Regions from separate parts of the Mus musculus genome. Here regions 1 and 3 are each linked to region 2. Evidence: chromatin contacts called from public promoter capture Hi-C data. All regions are on one chromosome and are shown on one strand. The core of a region is the stretch at or near the end of the contact, and the rest is flanking DNA. Distances in the headings are between cores, read along the strand shown.

Evidence for each region. Promoter capture Hi-C pulls out the DNA fragments that hold promoters and counts their contacts.
Region 1: a promoter capture Hi-C map of liver shows a contact between it and region 2, with 4 times the contacts expected there. The contact joins the promoter of Coq10a here to the promoter of Kif5a in region 2. A contact is called at or near these places in 8 of 39 promoter capture datasets (the C10 cell line, cranial neural crest, hippocampal neurons and 4 more), 1 of 484 Hi-C or Micro-C datasets (B cells), 3 of 115 datasets of contacts at active chromatin or transcription factors (astrocytes, embryonic stem cells and pancreatic cancer cells) and 1 of 9 other capture datasets (adipose tissue).
Region 3: a contact with region 2 is called in a promoter capture Hi-C map of hippocampal neurons, with 4 times the contacts expected there. The contact joins the promoter of Pan2 here to the promoter of Kif5a in region 2. A contact is called at or near these places in 6 of 39 promoter capture datasets (cranial neural crest, embryonic stem cells, hippocampal neurons and 3 more), 1 of 115 datasets of contacts at active chromatin or transcription factors (astrocytes) and 1 of 9 other capture datasets (macrophages).

The regions. Positions count from the first base shown.
Region 1 is chr10:128,367,470-128,371,251 of GRCm38.p6, reverse strand. It overlaps Coq10a (coenzyme Q10A), which reads left to right and starts at 2,272. Exons shown (of 5, transcript NM_001374700.1): 1 at 2,272-2,554; 2 at 3,099-3,245. The coding sequence starts at 2,415.
Region 2 is chr10:127,261,222-127,265,064 of GRCm38.p6, reverse strand. Kif5a (kinesin family member 5A) reads left to right here and starts at 1,702. Exons shown (of 29, transcript NM_001039000.4): 1 at 1,702-2,297. The coding sequence starts at 2,169. It overlaps Gm40800 (a long non-coding RNA gene), which reads right to left and starts at 761. Exons shown (of 2, transcript XR_872171.2): 1 at 364-761.
Region 3 is chr10:128,301,150-128,305,326 of GRCm38.p6, reverse strand. Pan2 (PAN2 poly(A) specific ribonuclease subunit) reads right to left here and starts at 1,992. Exons shown (of 26, transcript NM_133992.3): 1 at 1,856-1,992; 2 at 834-1,232. The coding sequence starts at 1,115.

The sequences.
Region 1 (3,782 bases), core at 1,023-3,522, 1.1 Mb before region 2:
TAAAGAAAAGTTATGGCAAGTGTCTCTTTTTGAAATGTTTGCAGCCCAGGAAGTATAACACAACACATAAAACAAGGAGAAGATATACGATACATGCTTATTTTTATGAAATCCGGTATTCAGAGCAGTACTGATATGGGTTCAGTCAAGAGAGTCTTCCTGGAGGAGGTGTTCTGAAGTCAGTACTTAAAAGAAGTTATTGGTGTAAAATGTCAGGAGGACAACAAGAGGTGAGGAGAATGAACTAGGGAAGGATTAAATGGGAGTAATTAGCTATTTAATTACTTGGAGAACAGCAAGCACATTGGTTTTGTAGGGCTCCTGGGCCTTAGGGCTTCTGAGGCAGTTAACTCTGTTAAGGTGGTGTTAATGAGGTCACAGTTCAGCCATATATCCCAGTTAACTTCCCTCTTTTGCCCAACCTTACTCCTCACTCCGAGCAGCTGTCTCAGACGTCAGAGGAGGTGGGTTCAGACTAGAGACTGAAGCTGGAAGGAGTAGGCTGCCCTTCAAGGTCATACGCAGAAGGAACACCACCTTTGAACTGGAAGGAAGGGAAGGGACGTGGGAATGAGGACACAGCAGGCTCTCTCTGAAGAGCTTGGAAGGAAAAGTGTTAGAAATGCACTCATTCTGCATCTGGAGGTTTCATGCTCTCGTGTGTGTGTGTGTGTGTGTGTGTGTGTGTGTGTGTGCATGAGAATGAGTATGTGTGTGTGCATGGTGTGTGTGTGAGAATGTGTATGTGTGTGAGTGTATAAATGTGAATGTGTGTGTGTGCATGAGAATGTGTATGTATGTTTATGGTGTGTGTGTGGGTGTGGGAGACGCACATGTGTGTTGTGTGATGTGTGTTTAGCTGGTTCTCTCCATGGGGGCGGGGGGGGGGGGGGGAGTCCTGAGGATTGAATTCAGAGCAAACTGGGTGGCAAGCACCCCTACCCACTGAGCCATCTGGCTAGCCTCGTCTTGACTCTGAGTCTATGACCTTATTTGTGTAAAGCATTTGACTTGTATCACAATGTAGCTTTGATTGCCTGTCTTCTTCCTGCCAGCACATTTCCTTTGTCAGGCAAAGCTCGAATCAATGTGGGGAGCTTTAACCCAGCGTAGGGAAAGCAGAGCTTGCTCTGTGACAGTCGGGAGAATTTTGCTTGCTCTTGCACCCGTCTAGGCTAATCTCTTTCTAATTTGTAGTTTATTTCTCTTCTCTCTTTTTCCTTTGGTCATACTTTTCCCAAGAGCGCTTGTTTTTTCCTTGAATCCTGGGACGTAGTATTCACCTTTGGGCTTTCTGCCTGTGATGTCTCGTCCTCCATTGAGTACACATTTTTCCCCGACAGTGATGGTGCTTTTTTCTAAAAGTAAATTTTGGCTAGTAGTAGCTCACACCTGTAATTCCAGCAACTGGGAAGTGGCAGCAAGAAGGTGCATATGAGTTCAAGGTCAGTGCAGGTTACAGAGCAAGATCATGACACCCCAAAGCCCTCCTGGAGAGCATGCATGTCTGTAATCTCAGCAGCTAAGAGTCAGGACGATATCCAAGAGTTCCAGGGCAACCAAGCTTATATAGCGAGGGCGTCTCAAAGAACAAACAAACCATGTCTTATGTTTGGTTTGGTCTGACAGTAGGGCTTGCTTCTTGTTTAGAGCTGGCTACTCTAAAACTGGGTAGGTAGCCCAGGCTGGCCTGGAACTCGTGGCAACCCTCCTGCTTCTGCCTCAGACTTCTTTCCATAAATATTAGGGAGGAAATTCTGCTCCTAGGGACGTTCATGAAGGAGCACTGCAAATTCAAGGCCTGAATTGTCTTGTCTCGAATAACGAGAAGGGGAGGAAGGGGGAAGGGCGTGTAGATCTAGGAGAGATTATACAAGTCAGCCCAGAACTTGCAAAGTTAATATCCTTTTCCAAAGACATAAACCGGCAGCAGGCACTGCAAAGGCCAGTAGGATGAAAAGAGCCTCTCCTTCTAAAGGGCTCTGAGAAACGTTCCTCTGGACATCGACAGCCATCTGCCGTTGACACGCCCACGACGTCGCCTCTGCGTCTACGTATCAGGTCCTGTGACCACAGACTCGCCAAGTAGTTTGTGCCAGGCGATCTCGCTCCCCCGAGCCATCTCTGCAGCTCCTCCGACACGCACCCAGCGCCCTTTCTTTCACGCCAGAGGTGTCAAAGAAACTACATCTCCCGACAGGCAGCGTTGTCCCTTCCTTCCTCGCGCTCCCTCCTCCCGATCCCTGGCAACGGCGTGACGTGAGGGGACCCAGAGCTGCGGTCACCGCTTCAGTGACAGCCTATCCGGCGCGCGGGCCGGAGCAGGGCGAAGGCAGCCGGAGCTCGCGCCGCCCTTCCTGCCCGGCCTCCCCTACAGCTCGCCGCCGCCGGGAGTGCCAGGCAGGGGCGCGCGCATGGCCTCTGCGGGCGCGCGGAGGCTCCCGGCCCCGACGCGCGCGGCCGCCCGGAGCTGCTGCGGCTTCTCGCTCTGCCGGGGCGCGCGCTCCGTCCCGACCCCGCCCCCGGGCCCTCCGCGGCCGCCGCGTCCAATGAGGTGAGAGGCAGGCACAGACGTCCGCGCAGGACCGGAGGGGGTCGCCCGGCACCCCGAAGTTCAGCGGTGGAGGGTGGCAGCCCTTAGACGGCAGGCCGGAGAAGGGCTGGCATTGGTGGTGCCCTGGGAGTTCGAATGGAGTTCTGGAGATACGCGTACAAGCTAGATGCTCGGGGCGGGTGCGTGCCAGCCACTTCTTGGCCTTCGCCGGCGTTCTGGCTTTGATGTGCCTGGCCTGACCCTGGCGTCAGAGATGCTTCAGTTTGCTTGCAGCAGTAGTGTTGCCTCAAAGGCAGCTGGCACTTAGGACGTGCCCTTCTTTTTCCCATCCCCACCCCTGGCCCTGTCCTCAGCCGCCCTCGACCTTTCGCACTCGTGACTGCCTGGCCAGCCAGCCCAGCTAGCTGCAGCAGGTGCTAGGGGCAGAAAAGCTTGCCCGAACCAACGACCTTCCTCTGTGATGCATCCCTCTTCCCCTTCACCTGAAGTGGTTGAATACAAAAAAAGAATCGTGACGCTGCCTCTCCTTTCTTTTTGGCGCTAGGTTTCTGATTTCCTGTAATCTCTTCTTGCCTCGCGCTGCCCAGGCCTTGGCAGCGGAGGCTGGCCTACCTCATAGTCGTTCCTTCATGGGCTTTGCTGCCCCCTTTACCAACAAGCGAAAGGCTTACTCGGAGCGTAGGATCATGGGGTGAGCATTCCTTTTTTTCCCCTTCAAATAAATAACCATGTACCAGTAGTGGGTAAGATTCATATTGGGCCACTTGTCTCCCCAGCAACGTTTTCGCTGCCAGCCTTTCAACCTAAATTTCCCACCTTAGTTGTTCTGCACGTGTATTAGTCTAGAATTGTGTTACATCATAGAAAGGTAACCGACTAGGTAGTACAGCCTGTAATCTAAGCTTGAAGCTTCCACGGACTACATAGCCAGAGCTGCATCATAGGTATCTCACACACACACATTTTGAGACAGGCTCTCACATAGCCTAGGGTTGGCCTTGAACTTGATATACAGTCAAGAAGACTTTGAACTTATATCTTGCCTCCACCTACCTCCCTAGAGCTGAGATTATAGACATGTGCCACCATGCTGCTGTTTTTCTGCAGTGCTGGGGATTGAACATGCTAAGAAACCACTTATTACAGGACTTAATTAAGTCACAGCTTTTTGTTATTGTTGTTTGAGCCAAGGTCTCAAGACATACCTCTGGGTATCTACCTTGGAACT
Region 2 (3,843 bases), core at 453-2,952:
CAGAATCTCTATGTAGCTCCAGCTGTCTCAAAACAAGAACAGAAGAGGAGAAGGAGGAAGGGGGTTGGGGCTGGGATGGGAGGTGAGAGACAAATAGAAAACCTACTACGTGCTACTAGAGAAATAAAAAGGTACACTCAGGACAAAAGGAAGTCCTCAAGCCAGACACAGTGCTGTCCACATATATTCCTAGCACTTGGTAGCCTGGGTAGGAATACAGGAACAGGCTAGCCTGTGTAAGGACCCCCCACCCCCCACCCCCCCGGCCAGGTCCCATCTCAAAAATTAAAATAACCGAAAATAGAGGATGAACTGTTGCAGCTGTATAAAAACCTTGTTGGGGGCATGTGTGGGCACACATACCCACTGAATTCTTGCCTCGATGGACTGTCATTTTGAAGTCACTAAGGATGCCACCTTCTTGTCTCTAGAGGCTGGACGTTGGTATATTTCCTGAGCTTGCAAGATGCTGCAACCTTCAGAAACAGTGCCAAACGACCGAGGGTAGCGTTCCTGAATTAGGAACTCGCCATTCTCATTCCTGGCTTCTGCCCAAGCCTCGGCCTCTGTCACCATGATCTCCAGGTCATGTATTGGGCTTCTTTCTGTTGGTTCCCTTAAGAGTCAAGGAGTGTGACTAGTGAAGGCCCAGCTCAGCTGGTATCTGGCCGGTTAGGGCTTGTTTGTCTAGGCCACTGCCCTCTCATCCTTCCCCCTTAGTAACTAACTGACCCTAGACACTGGCCAGTTTCTGAGCCAAGGCCTCCACCCCCTCCCTTCTGATTTCTCCCATCACCCCATCTTCCCCTTGGCTGGAACCTCAAGCCCTGCATCGGAGCTCTCTGTTGACAAGCAGAGGCTGTGACATTGAGCGAAATCAATTTGACCAGCTCGTGGTGTTCCTGTTTTGGGCTGCGGAGGAGACAGGACAAGAACTCTCTGGGCTTGGCTCTTTGTCCCCTTTCCTTTCCTTTCCTTTCCTTTCCTTTCCTTTCCTTTCCTTTCCTATCCTTTCCTCTCTCTTTCTTTCTTTCTTTCTTTCTTTCTTTCTTTCTTTCTTTCTTTCTTTCTTTCTTTTCTTCCGATGTGGAAACTGGGAGAAGAAAAGAATGGAGACTCTGTCCAAAGGTAACTAGGGCAGTAAACACACAGAGATACTGAGCCCGTCTGAGACCCAAATGTAACTCTTTGCCCTGGAAGCTCCTCACAGCAGGACCTCTGGCCCTTTGTTCCTTTCCTCAGGCTGCTATACTCCTGTTCTCTTGCAAAAGCTGCCCTGCCTACCCATATCCCACCCCAACCTTAGAGGCCTCGATGAGAACTCCATCTGTCCCTGAATGGCTGGAAGATAGCTTGTCTTTCCTTCTATTATTATATTATATTTACTTCTATTATATATTATATTATAGAGGAGTAGGCAAGACCTGCCTGTCTTTTCTCCATGCCATGGGATCTAGACTTCACTTCTGTAGCTTCCCACCCGTAAAGGCTCACTGGCTCATTGTACATCTGAGGGGCAGAAAGAGGCTGGGAGAAGGAGGATAAGTGTGATTTAAATATGAAAAGTGGGGTGTAATGGGTGTTTTTTGTTTTGTTTTGTTTTGTTTTTTGCGGGGGTGTGTGTTCTGGAATTAAGGGAATGGGAGGCCCGTAGGTGCTCTTTCCCAGGCAGGCGACAGGCCCACCTTAGTCCTCTTTTCCATTCCTGTAGGTGGAGTCTAAGGAGGAACAGACAGGTCGCGTGTAGCAAAGTGAGCTGTGTGGGGAAGGGGTGAGGACAAGGTTATTTGCGAGCCTCCAAATCAAGGAACCAGGTGAGCCTAAGCCAAACTCCACCTTTGGGTGGTCGCAGTTCGGAGGATCACCTCCTGCGAAGGAAACCCCGCCCCCGCGGCTCCGGCGCGCCCCGCCCAGGCCCGCAGCGCGGCTGCAGCGCGAGGGGCGGAGAGGCACAGCGCGGCGAGAGGACCAGACGCCCAGGTCGCCCGCATCCAGTGCCGCAGGACACCGAAAGCTCATCTTCCCCGAGGCGTTCCAGCTGCTCCCTTGGCCTCAGCGACAGATCACCTGTCCACTGCCTCGACCTCAGCCCAGCGTCCCCTTCCTCCGGAGTACACGCTACCCTTGCAGTCGGAGACGCTCCCAGCCCCTCGTCGTCGTCGACCACCATGGCGGAGACTAACAACGAATGCAGCATCAAGGTGCTTTGCCGATTTCGGCCCCTGAACCAGGCCGAGATTCTGCGGGGGGACAAGTTCATCCCCATTTTCCAAGGGGACGACAGCGTCATTATTGGGGTGAGTGCTACATCCGAAGGAAATTAGAGGAGGGGGCGGGATGCAAAAATCTTTTCACCCCCAAGACTTAGTCCCTCTGCCTGTCATCCTGCAGCAGCTCAGGGATGCTCAGCCTCCATCCTCTCCGCCGCAGCCCCTCCTCTCCCCTGCATCAGGATGGCTGGGTGTGGCCTGCCTAGGCCTGCAGCCAAGTCTCTGCAGAGTGGGAGGGGGCTCCTTTCCCGTCATCAGGAACCCCAACTTGTCTTTGCTACTCTCTTGCAATGTTCCCACCCCTTAGAGCCAGTTCCCTGCCTTTGTGATGTTTTCCCTCTCCCCTAGAGAAAGCGCGTTTTCCCTTTGTTATTGACTCTCATCTCTACCCTAACCTCCACGAAGGGAGGGGAAGGTTAGTGGATGGGCTTGATAGGAAATGAGAAGTCTAGGGCCTCTGTGGAGGAATGAATGGGAGTGGGTTCTAGGACGGGCCCTTCCATCATCGCCTTTAGTAGTTGCTGCCTGGACTTGGGGGGAGGGAGCAGAAATCTGGTGAAGGGTTTTCTGGGAAAGCTGTACACAGATGCCACACCCAATTGGAGAGTTAGCCTCTAGGATCCTAAGGGCCTGTGTGCCTTTCTATCCCGAGTGTAGTATCAAGATGATTTCAGATCCTAAGCCCTCCCAAGTCAAAGTGCCCAAATCCTGAGTTTGTACATACTTGCTTATTCATCTTAGTCTTGAAGATCCAATACAAGGTAGTATGAGTGCTACCTCGTCATGGCAGCCCTCTCCCAAGGAGATCGTCAGGCGAATTAATGCTTTCTGTGCACTTGGTGTTCTGTGCTTAGGACTGAAGTCTCAAGATTGCAGTAAGCAGTGTTCATACTTCCGTTTTGCAGACGAGGAGATTGAGGTTCAAGGAAGTTGAATGACTTTCTCAAGGTCATGCCGAGACTCCGTAGATCTGCTAGTCTACAGAACTGAACTTGAGTCTGTGACTCCAAAACCCACATGGTTTTCCTTTATGCCACCCCACCTCCCCAGATTTCCATTCCAGGCCATTGTGATGGTCTGAAGGGCCGCTCGGTCTTGCTCCTTCCACCTTTCTTAGGGTGTTAAGGACTTTCAGGGTAAGAGGATCTGAGGTCCAGTTCTGTAGGACTTTGGGGGTATTGAGCCAAGAAGTTGTTGTTAGTATCAGATGGGAGGAGCAGCTATGAAGGCAGTTGTCAAGGTCAGGATGATTCTTGAGTGCCTTGGTCCACAGTGCTTGGCATAAAGCAACCAGAGAGGGGACACCTGCACCTTCTGAGTTAGGCAATGTAATCGTGTCTAGGAGAAGCTCCAAGCTCCTACCTCTAGCCTGTCCTAGTTTCACAGAGTGAACTCGGTGGGTGGTTTTTGTAGTGTGTGTGTCTTTGCCACAAGAGAGTATCTCTGTTTTGCCCGAGGGTCTTTGCTGTTTGGTCAGTGTGGCCAGGTTAAAATACAGTCCCTATCAACCCCAGGGACCCCACCTCTCTCTGAGTAACCTGGCTGGCTGGCTTTAAGTGGAGAATTTGCAACT
Region 3 (4,177 bases), core at 743-3,242, 1.0 Mb before region 2:
GGCTGAGCTTGGTTGGTGATACCCCTATAAACTCAGCACTCTGGAGATGATGTTAGGGTTGTAAATCTGAGGCCAGCCTGGGTTACACAGCAAAACCCTATCTTAAAACAAAACCAGGCACTCGGGAGGCAGAGGCAGGCAGATTTCTGAGTTCAAGGCCAGCCTGGTCTACAAAGTGAGTTCCAGGACAGCCAGGGCTACACAGAGAAACCCTATCTCGAAAAACAAAAAACAAACAAAAAACAAAACAAAACAAAACCAGGATTTGACCTGTAGGAGTGAGTTCAGTGCTTGCCTGCTGTGCAAAAAGCCTCGGGGTTTATCTCAGCAACATACACTGAATATGGGTTTGGTGTCTATCTTCCCAGCGCTCAGGAGATAGAGGCAGGAGGATCAGACATTCAAGACGATCCTTGGCTATACATAAAGTTTAAGGCCAGATTGGGATAGAGAGACCCTGTCTTTAAAAACAATAAACAAACAACAACACAACAAAAACAATAAACAACAGTCAGATATGGTTACATACAAGGAAACTCAGCACTTTGGAGGCAAAAGCAGGAGGACTGCTGTGAGTTCTAGATCAGCCTGGACTATAGAGAGAGATGTTGTCGCAAAAACACAGTAGTGATAGGAGAACTGACAGAGTGGAATGCCTTATGAAACTAAATATGTAGTTAATCTCTCCACTCCCTTGTTGGTTTGAAAGACCCAGCTAACTCTCATCAGTTCAACTCAGTTTTGACTACCTGCAAAGAGCTGTCCTTGGGCAAAGACCAGATAAAGATTTCTAATACACCCTTTCAGCCTTCAGAAAGGGGTATAGTTCTTACCCCATGGCTCCCCACCCACAGCATCTCCTCATGTAAATCAAAGTGGGAGACAGACACAGGCACTCCCACTTCAGCCACCACGCTGTGCAACTCAGAGTAGACACCTTCCATTATGTGCACTGACTCCTGGACAGGAAGAGCCTCCAAGGCCACTCCCTCTGGGTCTAGCTCCACATTCTGTAGCAAACTTGGATTCAGGTGGGCATCCAGGACTGGGTCCAGGGTAGAATGCATAGCTGGGGAAAATTCGGCCAGTCCAGGATCCAGACCCTCAAAGTTCATGACGATAGTGGCCGCTGGTCAGACCGGAGTCACACCCTCCCTTGCCACGCTTCCTACAGACAAGTGACCCAGCCTTCAGGAGGACAGCACCAGTGAACCTAGAATGGACATTCTGGCCTGCAAGGGAAAGAGGCAGCGCAGTCAGGGATAGGCCTAGGTACTGGAAGTATCTTCTATGTGGACAGGACAATCAGGTAGGCAGAGGGGATGAGACTGCCAGGCAAAGACGGAAGCATGCATGAAGAGGACAAGGGCAACGCTGTACTGTGAGTGGCATGACAGTGTCCCTTACTCTGCACCTCTAAACTTCCTAAGTTCCCTGCCAGCCCACCAAATGATCTAACTCTTGACTTCCCTTTCTCCTGAACCACAAGGTGAAGGGAGCGGGTTTGATAGGGGCTGGAGTTCGGGGGAGAGCTCTGAAATGCTTGTTTCTTAGAATTGGACATGAGACAAAGGGGCTGGGCGGTGAAGGGGGCAAGACAAGCCAGTTTCCCAGAATCCTTTACAGTGGTTACCCAGCATTCTCCAGGGGGTGGGTAACAAGAACGGCCAGTTACCCACAAACGGGGCGGGGGTAAGGGGGAAGTAATGGAAACGGATAGCTACCCAGAATTCTTTGAGCGAACCAGAGAAACTGGTTACCCAGAATTCTCCCCCAGCGCAGGGGACGGGAGGGGAAGGATTAGGGCAAAGGTCAAGACGTGTTCCTGGGATGCTTACGGGGAATGGGTCATTACCAAGATTTCTCCATGGCGGATATTTTGGAGCGCGTGGAATTCAAACGAGTAGGGGGTAGAGAAAGCGCCGTCAGCTCCGCGGGAAATTCCAGTTTCCCTACTACTCCCCCGCCTCTAGCTCAACCTAACCCAAGCAAGACGGACGGTGGATTGGCAGCCATCGCTTCCAATCAGCGGGGGCCACGGGCTCATCCCAGCCAATCAGAAAAAGCCAGGTACAGGCAGCGCCTGAGAAGGAGAGTGACGTAGCCTCCGCCAAAACAAGGTTACGGAATGCCACCGGGGACAAACTGAATCAGGCGCGGATCTATTTGGTGTTACGAAAAGTAATCCCTTCGCTCTCAGGCTTTGTTAAGCAAAATTAACTTTAGACTTTGAAGCCAAGCTTTTACGCTCCCTGAATAAGAACTAGACTAAAGGGGCGCCAGAGGCTAAGCACTGGGACTCGCCCGGTGGGTATTCCCAGCGTGGCCTTCATCATTCCCGGCGTATAGACCTTCATCTTGCTGTGCCTGTGAGCCATTCCAATACCTCTGACCCTGTACCCCCGAAACTCACTGGCATTTCCTATGACTTCTAGATGTGGGGAAGAAAAAGGAAGCGGGAGCCTGACTTCTAGTGTGGCCCAAGTGGCCACCTTTTCTCTATTTCTAGAGGCATCCATCTGAAATTCCCATCAATGTTTGTGTCGTCCCCAGAGGTCCCCTAATTTTCCCAAGAAACAAGTCTCCTAGACTGTCAAAATTCCCCTAGACCGTGGAGCTGGACATTGACCCCAAGAGAGAGATAAACAGTAAACTGAGTCAACTGAGCTGTAGCTATTCTGAGGGGTTCTTGATTAATCTCCAACTAAGAGATCCTACTGCCTCTCCCTCTCCTGTGAGAGTGTGTCACCGTGTCTAAAATATTTGGGGGTACTGGCTGTGTACTAAACTGCTTTGGAATTGGTCCAGGCTGTGAGATGTCTTAGGTTGCCCAAACTCAGCTCTGTCATCTCTGTTTTTAAAGGCCCTGTGCCACTAGTGGTCCATACCTACAATACCTGCATTATTAAAGCAGAGGCAGGAATCCCTTACAAATTCGAGGCCAGCCTAGGCTACATAGATAGTAAGGACCAGGCTTGCTATGGCTACATGGTGAATATCCCTTTCAACAGGTGCCTGTGGAAGAAAGTTCTCACCAATAATAAACACCAATAATAAAACTTTTAAAGCATTTATTGGGCCAGGCATAGTGGAGGTATATTTGTAATGGCAGTAATCCTGAGGCAGGAGGATTAGTGTTCAAGGTTAGCTTCTTCTATATAGCAAGTCCCAGGCTAGTCAGGTTACATGAGACCCTGTTTCAAACAAACAAAAACCAGGCTAAGTGGGATGGCAATCCCACCACTCAGGAGGCAGAATGGATTTCTGTGAATTTGAGGACAGCTTGGTCTACGTAGTGAATTCTAGGCCGACCAAGGTTAGACAGTGAGACCCTGTCTCAAAACACCCCCCTCATCCAAATAAAAATGTATTTCTTTTCAAAAAGGTGAAAGAGGATTTCAAGATGGTACAGCAGGTAAGGATACTGCTACCAACTGTCAGGGTCTGAGTTCCATCCCTGAGACTCAATGTGGTTGTCTTCACATTCATACTGTGGCACACATACATAATAAATAAATTTAAGTGTCTATCTGTCTCTGTCTGTCCCTCTGTCTCTCTCTCTCTCTCTCTCTCTCTCTGTGTGTGTGTGTGTGTGTGATTTTTCTCTCTCTCAATAAAGGCAAGCAAGTAGAACTTCAAGAAAGAACCCTGAGGCAGATGCATCGGGACTTCATCTATGGATGTTCTGCAGCCTAGCCTACCTGAAACTCTATCTAAAAAAAAAAAAAAAAAACAAAATAAAATAGTAATGGGGTGGGCAAGGGGGACATAGGCACTTGGGTATTCCACACACCAAGAAATCCTACATCAAAATAGAGAACACCTAACTCAAAGGATCTCTGGCTTCGCTGGTCCTTAGATTTAAATTTTCATACAAGGACTTAGGTGCTAAGAGACCCAGACAGTCCCTACACAGAAATCTCCATATTAAAGACTCATAATTGAAAGAGACCTCACAGACCACGGGAGTTAAGGAGCTTGAGATACTTGGAGTAAATCGGTTACTTTTTGGTTTGTTGAGCTGAATTCTCAGTAAGGAGTCCAAACTAGACTTGAACTTGTAATCCTCCCTTCATATTAACCCCAGAACTGGGTATACAGAAGGGTGCCATCAGACCTCACTCAATAAACTACTTTATGAATCAAAATCTACTTCCACTTGAGTTTCCTCACAGTA